Regions from separate parts of the Mus musculus genome. Here regions 2, 3, 4 and 5 are each linked to region 1. A link is a contact called in public HiChIP or PLAC-seq and promoter capture Hi-C data. All regions are on one chromosome and are shown on one strand. Each heading gives the region's core, a stretch centred on a gene start, on an enhancer-like site or on the middle of the called end of the contact. The rest is flanking DNA. Distances are from core to core; before and after follow the strand shown. Region 1 holds the start of Acadl (acyl-Coenzyme A dehydrogenase, long-chain). Region 2 has its middle 6.8 kb from the start of D630023F18Rik. Region 3 has its middle 23 kb from the start of Idh1. Region 4 holds the start of Idh1 (isocitrate dehydrogenase 1 (NADP+), soluble). Region 5 overlaps Pikfyve (phosphoinositide kinase, FYVE type zinc finger containing).

Evidence for each region. Promoter capture Hi-C pulls out the DNA fragments that hold promoters and counts their contacts. HiChIP or PLAC-seq counts read pairs in DNA pulled down with a chosen protein or histone mark.
Region 2: a promoter capture Hi-C map of hippocampal neurons shows a contact between it and region 1, with 2.4 times the contacts expected there. The contact joins the enhancer-like site here to the promoter of Acadl in region 1. A contact is called at or near these places in 4 of 39 promoter capture datasets (cranial neural crest, hippocampal neurons and liver).
Region 3: a contact with region 1 is called in a promoter capture Hi-C map of liver, with 4 times the contacts expected there. The contact joins the enhancer-like site here to the promoter of Acadl in region 1. A contact is called at or near these places in 7 of 39 promoter capture datasets (the 3T3-L1 cell line, 3T3-L1-derived adipocytes, the HPC-7 cell line and 4 more).
Region 4: a contact with region 1 is called in a promoter capture Hi-C map of pre-B cells, with 11 times the contacts expected there. The contact joins the promoter of Idh1 here to the promoter of Acadl in region 1. A contact is called at or near these places in 16 of 39 promoter capture datasets (the 3T3-L1 cell line, 3T3-L1-derived adipocytes, the C10 cell line and 11 more), 4 of 484 Hi-C or Micro-C datasets (B cells, CD4 T cells, pre-B cells and 1 more), 9 of 115 datasets of contacts at active chromatin or transcription factors (CD8 T cells, astrocytes, bone marrow-derived dendritic cells and 6 more) and 1 of 9 other capture datasets (adipose tissue).
Region 5: a contact with region 1 is called in an H3K4me3 HiChIP or PLAC-seq map of bone marrow-derived macrophages, with 6 times the contacts expected there. The contact joins the enhancer-like site here to the promoter of Acadl in region 1. A contact is called at or near these places in 11 of 39 promoter capture datasets (the 3T3-L1 cell line, 3T3-L1-derived adipocytes, the C10 cell line and 7 more), 5 of 115 datasets of contacts at active chromatin or transcription factors (bone marrow-derived macrophages, cardiomyocytes, large pre-B cells and 2 more) and 2 of 9 other capture datasets (adipose tissue and liver).

What each region holds. Positions count from the first base shown.
Region 1 is chr1:66,862,056-66,864,565 of GRCm38.p6, forward strand. It overlaps Acadl (acyl-Coenzyme A dehydrogenase, long-chain), which reads right to left and starts at 1,254. Exons shown (of 11, transcript NM_007381.4): 1 at 1,118-1,254. The coding sequence starts at 1,194.
Region 2 is chr1:65,128,743-65,131,252 of GRCm38.p6, forward strand. No RefSeq gene overlaps it. Among named protein-coding and RNA genes, the nearest start is that of D630023F18Rik, 6.8 kb to the left of the region's middle. Within about 2 kb of position 1,254, at least 18 of the 459 cell types and tissues checked have an H3K27ac peak or open chromatin away from gene starts, as enhancers often do. A contact at or near this core is called in hippocampal neurons, where this site is marked.
Region 3 is chr1:65,155,323-65,157,832 of GRCm38.p6, forward strand. No RefSeq gene overlaps it. Among named protein-coding and RNA genes, the nearest start is that of Idh1, 23 kb to the right of the region's middle. Within about 2 kb of position 1,254, at least 13 of the 459 cell types and tissues checked have an H3K27ac peak or open chromatin away from gene starts, as enhancers often do. A contact at or near this core is called in liver, where this site is marked.
Region 4 is chr1:65,177,888-65,180,397 of GRCm38.p6, forward strand. It overlaps Idh1 (isocitrate dehydrogenase 1 (NADP+), soluble), which reads right to left and starts at 1,255. Exons shown (of 9, transcript NM_010497.3): 1 at 1,103-1,255.
Region 5 is chr1:65,244,628-65,247,137 of GRCm38.p6, forward strand. It overlaps Pikfyve (phosphoinositide kinase, FYVE type zinc finger containing), which reads left to right. Exons shown (of 42, transcript NM_001310624.1): 19 at 1,083-1,209; 20 at 1,435-2,510. Among named protein-coding and RNA genes, the nearest start is that of Pikfyve, 59 kb to the left of the region's middle. Within about 2 kb of position 1,259, at least 19 of the 459 cell types and tissues checked have an H3K27ac peak or open chromatin away from gene starts, as enhancers often do. A contact at or near this core is called in bone marrow-derived macrophages, where this site is marked.

The sequences.
Region 1 (2,510 bases), core at 4-2,503:
TTGGCCATTATACTCATAACCCTTTAAGAAACCCGTGACGATAAAACTATAGCTCCTGGCTCACTGACCATTCTCCAATAATCCTCTGTAAGGCAGAGCTTCTTCCCACACTTGAATCAAAATAAGATCATTTGGGGGGTTCTCTAATTAAAAAAATACAGAAATATTATTAACATAAAAAGAAATAAGAAAAGCTAGAACAATAGGAACACACCCTTTCGCAGCATCCAGCAATGAGTCAGCTGGCCTGTCCTTTGCCACCGATGCAGGTGTCTCTGTTCATCTTCAGGGTGCTCTAATTTTAAGAGCGTCAGAACATCACTTCCTCCGGAGAATAGAAAAGCATTCCTATCTTAAAGTCCTCGGAACTTTCCCAAGTCTCCTCCGGATGGATAAGCTTTACCACAGCACTGTATTGTACTTCGCAACAATGTGCTAATTAGCTCATTTAAATGTCCTGCCACCATAATTAACAAAGCTTTACACTTCCAGTCTGCTTTATCCAAGGAATGGATTTTTAGACAGGTAAAACTTGATCTCAGTATAAACACCCCCAAAAGTCTCTAAAGCTCTTGGGAGCTGCCCATTAATCCCTCTACATTTAATTAGTTTAAGGATTTAGTAATAAGTGTACAACTAATTTATCAGATGGGGCCTACGCCTGGACGCCTGAGTCGGGATGATTGAAGTTGCTCTGGTCTTCCGGTCCCCGCCTCCGCACACCAAGTCCCAAGTTCACTGTCAGGTGGCAGTCCCCAGTCTCCGTTCCAACTGGGCTAAAGGTCGCACTACTCGGTGGCAGAGCGCCCAGGGGGTGATCGCTCCCGCTAAAGCTGGGACAACACTTTCAAAGTCAGTTCACGGGACACTGTAGGACGTGGGGCGGGGCCCAGGCCTGGAGCGAGCATTAGGGGTTGCCTTGCCTTTTGGGGCGCGGCGGACCGTGGTGGGGACACCCCGAGTTCTCCACGCCACAGCGGGCAGCCCCGGGTTCCGGAGAGAAGGCCCGGTCCCTTCCTCCGGCCGCGTCGCCCCGGCTTGACCGTAGCGCGTCACACCCCATCCCCAGAGCTCCGCCGCCCCGGCTGCCGGTACCCCAGGCTGTACCCGCACTCACCGGGCGGAGGGCAGCGGGCGTGGCGCCGAGCGGGCGCTCAGGACGCGCAGGGAGCGGAGGAGCAGGCGCGCAGCCATGGCGGGATGGACGGCGGCGGACGGGACTGGCGGGCTCCGCGGCGGGGGCAGGCGGACAGAGGGGCGGCCGGACGGCGGGACGGTGGGGCGGGCCTCGGGGACAGCCAACTGCGGGCCGCAGGGCGGTGCCGCCAGCTCGGGCGGGGTCTGCGCCAGGCTCTGCGCGACGCCCCGTGCGCCCTCCCCTCCCGGCTGCAGGGCTGAGCGAGGGTTCCCTGGAGAGTCGTCCCACCCCCGCACTGAAAGGTGCATGGAGTTAATTTTCTAACTTCGGAAAGCTCTCTGAATGTCGATAAATGTATGAGTACTCACTGTAAAGGATTGTGCTGATTTGGTTTGGGTTTTTTGTTTGTTTTGGTTTTGTTTTTTTCCTTGCAAACGTTTGTAGCTACTCTTTGAAAATAAATAAGTAAGTATATTTGATAACGGAATAACAATTGGTTCAATTCTCCAATAGTACTTGAACTCGCATATGGTTGTTTCCTTTTTTTGTTGTTGTTTTGGTTCAATTCAAGGACATGTATTATTTGGGTTTATGGATTTGATGATTTGTAATGGGAAATGCCTGACAGGTTTTGAACTCTAAAGAATGTGTACATTACATCGATTTCTAAGGAGGCAAGGGGGCCTTTCTAATAACAACAGTTACGGAATCTGAAATAGTGAAAGTGAAAGACATTTTGTGTTAGCAATCAACTACTGACAGCCCACTGAGTAGGACATACAGAAATGTTTCAAAGAAAAGCTTTAGGGTTTCACGGCACCAACAATCTGGAAAACATAGTCTTTTTTTATTTAAAAAAATAATTTTAGATTACATTTCATTCATGTGTGTCGTCTGTCTGTCGTGCACTCATGTGGAGTCCAGAAGTTCCTATCAGATGTCTTCATCAATTGCCCTCCAGGTTTCTCACTGAACCTGGAGTTTATAGATTTGGCTAGCCGGTTTGGTAGTGATCTACCTGTCTTTCTGCTTCCCTAGGGCTATGTTTACAAATGCTCAGAAGAGTCGTTTATTTTCTAGGAGTAACTTGATCTGGTTGGGGGTGGGGCTGTTTGTTTTGTCTTTTTTTTTTTTTCCCCGGGTTTCCTAGTGGCAGAATTAATGCAAATGGTGTGTGTCCTTGCTCTGTTGCATTCTTGCTAAGGCTAACTGGAGGCACGTTTGTTTAAGATCCTGTTCATCTGGTTTATCATGAAGTTATTGTTTCCTTTTATAAAATAAAAACAAACAAGTAGTGTGTGTGTGTGTGTGTGTGTGTGTGTGTGTGTGTGTGTGTGTACACTTATTCCTGGGGATCGGACTCAGGCCTTAC
Region 2 (2,510 bases), core at 4-2,503, 1.7 Mb before region 1:
TTTGTAAAAGCACATGTTCATAAGATTTTCTTTTCTATTCCAGTTTCTGACTAGAAAGTGGGCTTGATTTCTTGGCAGGAAGTGGCCTTGGCAGGAGGTGGGCTTGATACCTTGGCAGAAATCAGCAGCATTAGCTTTGAAGCCTAAAAAGCAAAGAATCCTGGTATTTACTTTAATTCTTGTCTTACAGTCCCAAGCAGACTGTACAGACCCTCTGAATTTCAAACTTATAAATTATAAGCATGTGCCAGCTTTCTCTCAGCATCCCTACCCACAATGTGGTATAATTTCTAAAGATATACCACATTTGTAATATTTTAGAAATTAAAAATATGAATGCCTATAACCTCTAGATCACTAGGCTGGAGGTCTGGAGACCTTGAAAGGCCACCAATTAGCTGTTTCACCTTATGCAAATTTACTTTTGGGGTTTTTTTGGGAGGGATGCATTTCTTCTTCTGTAAAACAAGCATTGAATGCCTGGTGAAGTATGGCTAACTAAAGAACTATTTACATTCATTTGTCAGCTTTGCCTGGTTGAGAGACAGTCATTCCCATAGAAATTCAGTTAGAGTTGATTTTTGCCTGACAGAGTTTCTCTTTGTACCCTTGACTGTCCTGGAACTAGCTCTGCAGACCTCACACTCAGACTGGCTTTGAACTCACAGAGATGCTCCTGCCTCTGCCTCCGGAGTGCTGGAACTAAAGGCATGCGCCACCACAGCCTAGACATCCAGTCATTCTTCTGTCTATAGAGCTATAAAGGAATCAAGACCCCTAGCTGGAAGCACACTCAAAAGAGGCACTGGAAAATGGTCAGCTACCTCAACCTCTAGCTTTTTCATAGACACCCAACCCCCAAAAGTCACAGCCCCCATAGTTTAAGGAATCCTGAGAACTATGGAATATCTGCATATTCCAAGCAGATCTCCTCTCCACAATCTTTTCATGGTGATATAGATCTCTGCTATGTAATATCAGGTACAGGTCCTTAACAAATCCCCACTCCAGCATCTCACCCGCTGGAGACTGACTCCAGTACTTCTGTTCTCCCCAGAACCTGCAGGCAGGTTTGCACACAGGAAGGCTTGAGCTGGTGCCTAAAGTCATCCTGAACACAGATGCTTTTGCCTGGTTGCTAGGAAACAGTGGCTGGATGAAAATAGCTTTATAAACATCTTCACATCTCCTTCCACGTACATACAAAGGGGAGGGGCATGTATACTTGAGACAGACTGCGACCCTGACCTTTGGTTCACATATCTTTTCACTTGAGTAGGCATAGGTGTGCCAGCTAAATGATTAAACAGGAAACCAAGATGAGAAGAGGAGGCCACTTCCCCAGGTTTTCTTTTTCTCTCTTCTTTCCTTTCTTTTTCTTTTTTTTTTTTCCAAACTAGCATTTGGCTACAGATGGAGGAAGCAGATAATCTGCAAGGATTGCTGGGAAAAGCCCCTGAAACTTCTGGCTCCTTCATACTTAGGGTACCTCAAGCAATCTTTTGGGGTGACTTGACTCAGTGGCATGAAAAACCTTGGAAACCACCTCTGGTGGTCAAAGCACCATGTGCTGCTTAGTTATTGAACAACTAGGCACTGACTAGAGTCATCTTGGATGAAGGAGCCTTAGTTGATTGGCTGCTTTCACCAGATGGCCTGCATGCAAGTGTGTAAGAGCATTTTCTTGATTAATGATTGACATACGCTGTGGCTATAATGCTCACGAGTAGAGAACCACTGTGAGCACTGCCACCCCTGGTCAAGTGGCCCTGGGTTGTATAAGAAAGCAAGCTGAGCAAGCCACGAGGAGGAAGCAATAAGCAGCATCCCTCCATGGTTTCTACTTCACTTCTTGCATCCAAGTTCTAGCCTTGAGCTTCTTCCATGGCCTCTCTCCATTAATGGACTCTGCTCTGTAAGATGTAATGAACCCTTTCTTCCCCAGGTCAGTGGTCAGTGCTTTATTCCAGCAACAGAAAATCAAACTAGGACACATTAGCACCTCTCTCTGATGGCCTGTTTCCTGCCTGCACACTCTCATCCACAACCCATGTTCCATTCCCTTGCTTAGCTTGTTGAGGACATCTCTTTGCTTTTATGATAACATCTCTATGTCTGACCATGGTCTGCATATGACTTCTCTAAGCCACCAGACACACGCTAAGTTGGATATTCTGCCCCTGGGCTGAGGACATGTTACCAACACTCCTATCTTTGTGTTTATGTTACTGAGAATGGAATCCAGGGCCTGTCCATTCTAGGTAAGCACTCTGCCCATGAGCATTATAGCCACAGCCTAAAACCACTTATATTCATCATCACCTCCCCCTGATTATGTTAGTGAGGAAAAATATCTTTCCTCATGAATAGCAAGGTTCATGGCTGAGGACTTCCTAAATTGAGACATAGCAATAAGAGAAAGACACTAATTTAGCTAATAGGTTTCATATGACACAAGAGGCTTCATAATGAAACGAAGACCCAAAGAAACAGGTAAGCTTAGGTGTTTT
Region 3 (2,510 bases), core at 4-2,503, 1.7 Mb before region 1:
CATGAAGAGTCTATGAAACAAAAGATAGTAGAAATGGGATTCATCCTTTTGTTTGTTTGTTTGTAACAGATTCTCACATAGTACCTAGCCTTGACCTTGCTCTGTATTGGAGGATAACCTTAAACTTCTGATGCTCTGCCTTCAGCTCCAGGCCTATACCACTATGTCTGACTTTATGCAGAGCTCATCATTAAACGGAGGAGGGTCAGTGGCAGTAGGTAAATACTCTACTCCCCAAGTCCTTCCCTAAACACAAAGCTTCATAAATTATGACCTTGCCAATAAAGGGTGAAATGGCTGTTGTAATAATTATCAAAGTATTAACAGTCAAAAGTCCAAACAGAAGTTAGTAAGCATAGATAAGGCAAGGTGAATATAAACTTGTTGACAACTCTTATGTTAAGAGTCAGTCTTGTTATGTTGCTGAGGCTGATCTTAAACTTTGGCTCTCAAGTCATCCTCTAATCTTCAGATTTCCAAGTAGCTGAGACCATGGACACATACCGTCACCCAAGATGACACTTATTTTTTGAATGTAAAATTTAAGTCTAGAACTTTTTAGTTTGTTTTTTTTCAAGACAGGTGTAGCTCTGGCTGTCCTGGATCTCACCAGTCTGAGACCACGCTGGCCTTGACCTTAGAAAGAACCACCTTAATTAGAAAACATTCGAGAGCGGATATGATGATCCCTGCCTGTGATCTCTGAGAAAATGAGCCAGGGTAGTGAGTTTGAGGTCAGCTTCAAGTGCAAGTTAGGAGTTTTATGATCTTTGGTAAAAATGCCTTACATTTTTATATAGAAGATTAAAATATGTATTGCTTTTGTCCTGTTTTCCTAATAGGCTTTTGTTTTGTTTTGTTTTGTTTTTCTTTTGTTTTCGAGACAGGGTTTCTCTGTAACTCTGGCTATCCTGTAGCTCACTTTGCAGAATCGGCTGGCCTTGAACTTACAGATCAGCCCGCCTCTGCCTCCCAAGTGTGCCTGGCTCTCCTAATAGTTTCAGCTAGAAACAATATGCTTTTCCCCCCATTGCCCTAGGGTCATCTGGGGAAACTGATGGACACTAGAACCTTCTCCCACTTGAGAATCGGTCAGATGGTTGTCTGTAACTTGTGCTGTCTGGGATGAAGTGCCCATGCCGCATGGGCCTCCTCTGCTTTGTGAGGTTTTCTTGGCAAGAGAGCTGGTCCGTGACTGTAGGTTTAGATTGGAGTTACCATGTGGGTAGCACGGAGAAACTAGTTCAGATGTGCATACTGCATCACTGCCTGCTTGGATTCTGGAAGGCCTCACGTATAGGCAGTGTCTACAGCCTGAGCTCAAGCTTGCCAGGAGGGCAGGCCAGAAAATGAGAGACAGCCACTCCACGCATTGACTTTTTTGTTCTACATTTTTAAATTCCCCCCTTTTATTTGGAGGGTTAGTGGTGGAGGGTCATGCATGTGTTAGAGTCAGGGGACAACTGTCAGCATCTCTCCTTCCAACATTTAGGTACCAGAAGGCAATCTGAAGTTGTCAAGCTTGGTGGCAGGTGCTTTTATTGGGTGAACCGTGTCACTGGTTCTAATGGACTTTTGAGGTAGGAGAGTCCAAATTCGCAGAGCCTCCTCCACTGAAGGTGCTGGGATGAGAAGAGCCTTCTCTTAGTTTTGAGAAAGAAGCCAGGAAGGCTTCCTACTGCTCCCTCACCACCCACATCTCTTGCTTATAGAGAAACCTACTCAACTTGTGTTTATGCATACATGTATGGGCATATACACGTGTGCATGGGTAAGCCAGAGGTCAGCCTTGGATGATTGGTATTCCTTATGCAGCATCCATCTCTCTCTCCTCCCTCCCCCTCTTTCTTTCTTTTTCCTTTCCTTTCCCCTTCCTTCCTTCCTTCCTTCCTTCCTTCCTTCCTTTTCTTCCTTTCTTTTTTTCTCTTTCTTTCTTCTCTTTCTTCCTCTCTCTTTCTTCCTCTCTCTTTCTTTCTTTCTTTCTTTCTTTCTTTCTTTCTTTCTTTCTTTCTTTCTTTTTCTTTCTTTCTTTCTTCTTTCTTTCTGTGTATTTGGGGATTGACTTCATGTCTTCTTGCAAACACTTTACTAACTGAACTGTGTCTCCAGCCCCATCCACCCCTTCTAGGATCTCAGAATTCTATCCCATTTTCTTGAGTGCACCTGCCAGTTGGATCTTCAACGTTTTTCAATTAATGTGTTAACAGTTGCCTCCTAAGCAGTCTTCCTCCCTCACCAGTGTCTGCTATCCTTTCCCCCCTTCACCAAACATCATTTATAAGAGTGCTGTTTTTTTTTTTAAGATTTATTTATTTATTATATGTAAGTACACTGTAACTGTCTTCAGACACTCCAGAAGAGGGTGTCAGATCTTGTTACAGATGGTTGTGAGCCACCATGTGGTTGCTGGGATTTGAACTCAGGACCTTTGGAAGAGCAGTTAGTGCTCTTAACCACTGAGCCATCTCTCCAGCCCCAAGAGTGCTGTTTTTAAGACTGAAAACATATCA
Region 4 (2,510 bases), core at 5-2,504, 1.7 Mb before region 1:
GACTTGCAATTATAACAAGGCCTCTCAATTTTGATGACTTAAACAAGTGTCCTTTCAATTTATCTCCTAAAACAAAGCAAGATCCGGAACAGAAAGTCTTAACATACAAATACCCCTGCCAGGAGGATTTGTATTTAATATCAGCCTTACAGCCCAGTTTATCTGGTTTAAAGTACAGTGCTTGAGTGTATCCAGAGGGGCAAAGGGCAGGAGCCTTCCAAATAAAGGTCACAGGAGTACAAATATTGGTGCGCACACACGCTCACACCACAGGACGGTGAGTCCTAGAGTGAGCGCCCGGCTCTTTGGCTTTTTGCAGGTCTCGGGTTTGCTCGACCTCGGGTGACACTGAGACAGGAGATATCCATGTGGGCGTTGTGCAAGCTCTGCTAATGAAGCTGACTCGGTTCCTCCTTCCAGATCCCCACACCAGCCCCTCCTCTCAGCACTGCCAGGACCTTTTAAATACGAGGTCCACTGAGATGGCTGCATCTGGAATCGAGACCCCAGGGCGCCCCCAAGTGGCTAAGCAAACACTACAGACTGAAGCTGGAGGCTCCGCCTACCTTCATCCCCTCCCTCTCTTGCACTCTCATTAGCTCTTCTCCGACCACAAGGCAGGTCCCACCCCTGAACCTTGAAGGGAGTACACGCCTAAATTCCTGGCTTACACCCTTTCTGCAACCAGCTTTCCTGCCTAGTCCTTTTACACCCAACACTCAAGAGTTCTGTGCGTCCACCTCAAAGCTAAATTCTCCTCCGCGGGTGCCTTGCCACTTGTCACTGCTTGCAACGTCCTCGCCTCCCAAAGCGATCCCAACCTCGGAAGCGCCCTTCTATACAGATAGGCAAGCAGCACTCTGCTACTCCCATTTCCCTTCTCTACGCCCAAACTCTGGAAGCGTCCCTGAGTGCACCAGGGCCTTGCCACTGAGTTCATCTCTGCACAGCCAAGACCTGGGGTTTCTTCCTTTTTTCTCACTCCAGCTTTCAACGGAATAGTTTAATAGTAAGGGGCGGCGGCTGCCGCTCTAAGCCTTGGGGCACCTGTAGGGAGGGGAAGGAGCGCCCGCTTGCAGCCGGAGGCGCCCCAGCTACTCACCGGCTCACACCCGCGCGTACACACAAGCTGTAATAAGCCGGCCCCAGTTAGATCAGCATCTGCCACAACCTTCGCTCGGAAGCCCAGCGGCAGGGTCAAGGCTGTTTAACTCTTCCCGGCTTTGTCTCCTCCCAGGCCCCACCCCCTCAGCCCACCTCCCGAAGCCCCGCCCCCTCCACGACGCCATTCGCCGCCTCCGACTTTGTGGGGTGGGCCGAGGCATAGATTGAGATTAAGTCTGGGATGCAGCGGTCCGCTGTTCCCGGTGGGGGATGGGACTGCCACGCCGCGGAGATTCCTCGGGAACACCCTGCAGTTGAGGAGCGAGGACGCCACCTACTGACAGGCTATCGGAAGCGCCGAGACCGAGTGTTCTGGGCTCCGCAACAATCTAGGAATCCCAGCGTTGAGTATCCAGGTTCTCTGCAAAAGGTACAAAAGAGGGAGCCCTCCCTAGACTGGATCCCTTCCTGGAGTCTCCGGATGCCTCTTAGAGCTGGACTGTGCCCTTTGAAGAATGTGCATTTGAGGTTTCTTAAAGGCGTGTGAGGACTACAGATTCTACCTTAATGCAAAAGCTAAAACAGAGCGCATTTTCCATTTCAAAATCAAGAACAAACAATACCCTACACACAAATACATATATGAGTAAAACCATTCATATTCTCATGCTGAGGCTTTTACAGAGCTTCACCATTCCACCCCAATAATTCCCTCCACTACCAATGATCCGTATTCCCAACTGTTGCTGTTTATAAATAAGCTTCACTCACCATTTGTCATGGAAGACAGTGAGGTTTATTTTCTGGGTTGCGATGAAGCTGCACTAGAGATACACGATATAAATCTTAGAATTCTAAGAATGGGTTAAACGTATTCCAATCTTTCCAGAGATTTTTCTGTCTGTATTCCTTAGTCTTGAAAAGGAGAACATTATGACTTGTAGGACAATAGGTCATCCTTGATTGGTCAAGATTCAACGCTTCATGGACTTTTAAAACAACCAGCATTGTGTTGAAAAGTTATGAATTCACGGCAGTTAGTAAGATTCATTTTGGACGCTAGAGGGCGCTATGTGGAAAAGGACTCATACGTGGTGTCAGCTGTTAATGTTGATTAACTGGGTATTAGCTGTGACCTCCGTTTATTCCTATAAAATGATTAGAGAGTGTGTGAGTTTATACTTTCACCTCTAATCTCACTTTAAATCACTTTAAAAAACGTTACTTACTACCATCAGGCACATATTGTTTATATTACTAAAAGTAAGTATTCATAGCCATTCTTGTTCCAGAAAGCATTTTAGAATAAATTCAAGAAACGAAGAATAAAACACAATAAGAAGTATTGACTATAGGTGATGGCAAAAGTAAGAAGAATGCATAGGAATACAGAGCCATGGTGAATT
Region 5 (2,510 bases), core at 9-2,508, 1.6 Mb before region 1:
TTTGATGTAGCACTTATGTGGAAGTGGGACCCAGGTGTAGTAGCTACATTATTACAACTGTGGACTCACACTGGAAGACAGAAGACAGTGTAACTTAACTGCCATAGGCCACCCCAGTCGGGTATGTGGGTCCCTGGAATGAGGGATCCTCGAAGCTAGGTGGGTAAGGATTTGGTGGTGACAAACAGAAACAAACACAGAGGCAGTTTGAATCTCAGTGTATTTTGCAGCTCTCAAGCAGGGGATTTTATACATTAAAAAACCAAACATTACATCTCTTAGAAACTATATCCAGTGAAACAGTCATAAATAACCAACAAAAATCATTTGGCACAGAAAAGCACAAAAATCATCCAAGCATTACAACTCTGAAACTATGTATTCAGTGAATCACAAACAGAACAGGTAACATCATTATAAATCATCAAAGTGTAATAATTCTAAAAGGATGTATTCAGTGGGGGCTGTCATCCAAGGCTAGTGGCATATTTCTAGGAGCAGGTAGCTATTCTTTTGGGTGTTTTTGAGACCAAAGGTGGAATGGACATGACCCATCAGCATTTGTGCTTCATTCTGTAAAACAGAGGTCACTTTTAAGGAAACTGATTTTTATTTGTTTTCCCATCGTAACATCATGTCATAGCTAAGACATGCTATCCAAATGCTCTTTTAACAAAAGACAATAACAAAATAAAGTAAGAGTAAAAATAATGTAGTTTCACATTGTATTTCTGGCAGGTCTGGAACTCAGTTATTAAACCAGGCTGACCTCAAACTTGCACTAATCCTCCTGCCTCTGCTTCCTAAGTGCTGGAGTTATACAAGTGAACCACCATGCCACACCCATGTTTTGATAAGAGTACCATGACCATGGTTTCTTTTTGGGGCTACACATTGATTATTTAGCAAGTAAATTTGGCCAAGTGTAGAATAAACAAGTTGTCAAGCGATTGATTTATTAAAATTAAAGAAGTTGATTGTGAACATTATTTTGTTTAATACTTAATGTACTTTTCCATGTTATTGAGATTTTTATTCATAGCTAATTTAATTTTGTAATACAGTGTTTTTCTGTTTTGTAGCAAGTTTTAGAAAGAATCAGTCGAATGACCCAAGGTGATTTAGTGGTGTCCATGGACCAGCTGCTCACCAAACCCCACTTGGGCACTTGCCACAAATTTTATATGCAGATATTTCAGCTGCCTAATGGTGAGTCATCTTAAGCATATAATCACTCAGTTAGGGACCTCAAGGAGAAGTGAGTCATCTCTGAGTTAACTGTATCATTGTTTATTCAGCAAGTGTTAATATCTGTTAGCACTGGTTAAGTGGGAGATGTTTCAGGTGGCTTTATTCACATATGGTTTTTCTTTTTTGTGGGTAGTAAATTGTTTGGTCATCTAAGTCTCTTCATTTTTATTTATTTATTTGTAGAACAAACCAAAACACTGATGTTTTTTGAAGGCTGTCCACAGCATCTAGGCTGCACAATCAAGCTCAGAGGAGGCTCTGATTATGAGCTGGCTCGAGTTAAGGAGATCCTAATATTTATGATCTGTGTAGCTTATCATTCTCAGCTAGAAATCTCTTTTCTCATGGATGAGTTCGCTATGCCTCCAACATTAATGCAAAGCCCTTCATTCCATCTTCTGACGGAGGGACGAGGTGAAGAGGGAGCCTCTCAGGAGCAGGTCAGTGGCAGCTCCCTTCCTCAGGATCCTGAGTGCCCTCGTGAGGCCCTGTCTTCTGAGGATAGCACTTTGTTGGAATCAAGGACTGTGCTAGAGAAGGGTGAACTAGACAATAAAAGTATTCCACAAGCTGTTGCCTCTTTGAAGCATCAAGATTATACCACCCCCACTTGCCCAGCAGGTATTCCCTGTGCTCTTTTTGCATTGGTACCAGAGTCATTGTTGCCTCTCCATATGGATCAACAGGATGCCGTAGGAAATGAACAGCCAGAGACTTCACAGCAAACGGATGAGCAACAGGATCCCAAAAGCCAGATGAAAGCTTTTAGAGACCCTTTACAGGATGACACTGGAATGTACGTTACTGAGGAAGTCACCTCCTCTGAAGATCAACGAAAGACTTATGCCTTGACATTTAAACAGGAGTTAAAAGATGTAATCCTCTGTATCTCTCCAGTTATTACATTCCGTGAACCTTTCCTTTTAACTGAAAAGGGGATGAGATGCTCAACTCGAGATTATTTTCCAGAGCAGATTTACTGGTCTCCTCTTCTCAACAAAGAGGTGAAGGAAATGGAGAGCAGGAGGAAGAAACAGCTGCTCAGGGATCTCTCTGGACTTCAGGGCATGAATGGCAGTGTTCAGGCCAAGTCTATTCAAGTCTTACCCTCACATGAGCTAGTGAGCACCAGGATTGCTGAACATCTGGGTGACAGCCAGACCTTGGGTAGAATGCTAGCTGATTATCGAGCTAGAGGAGGAAGAATTCAGTCAAAACATTTGGACCCCTTTGTCCATTCAAAAGATGCATCATGTACT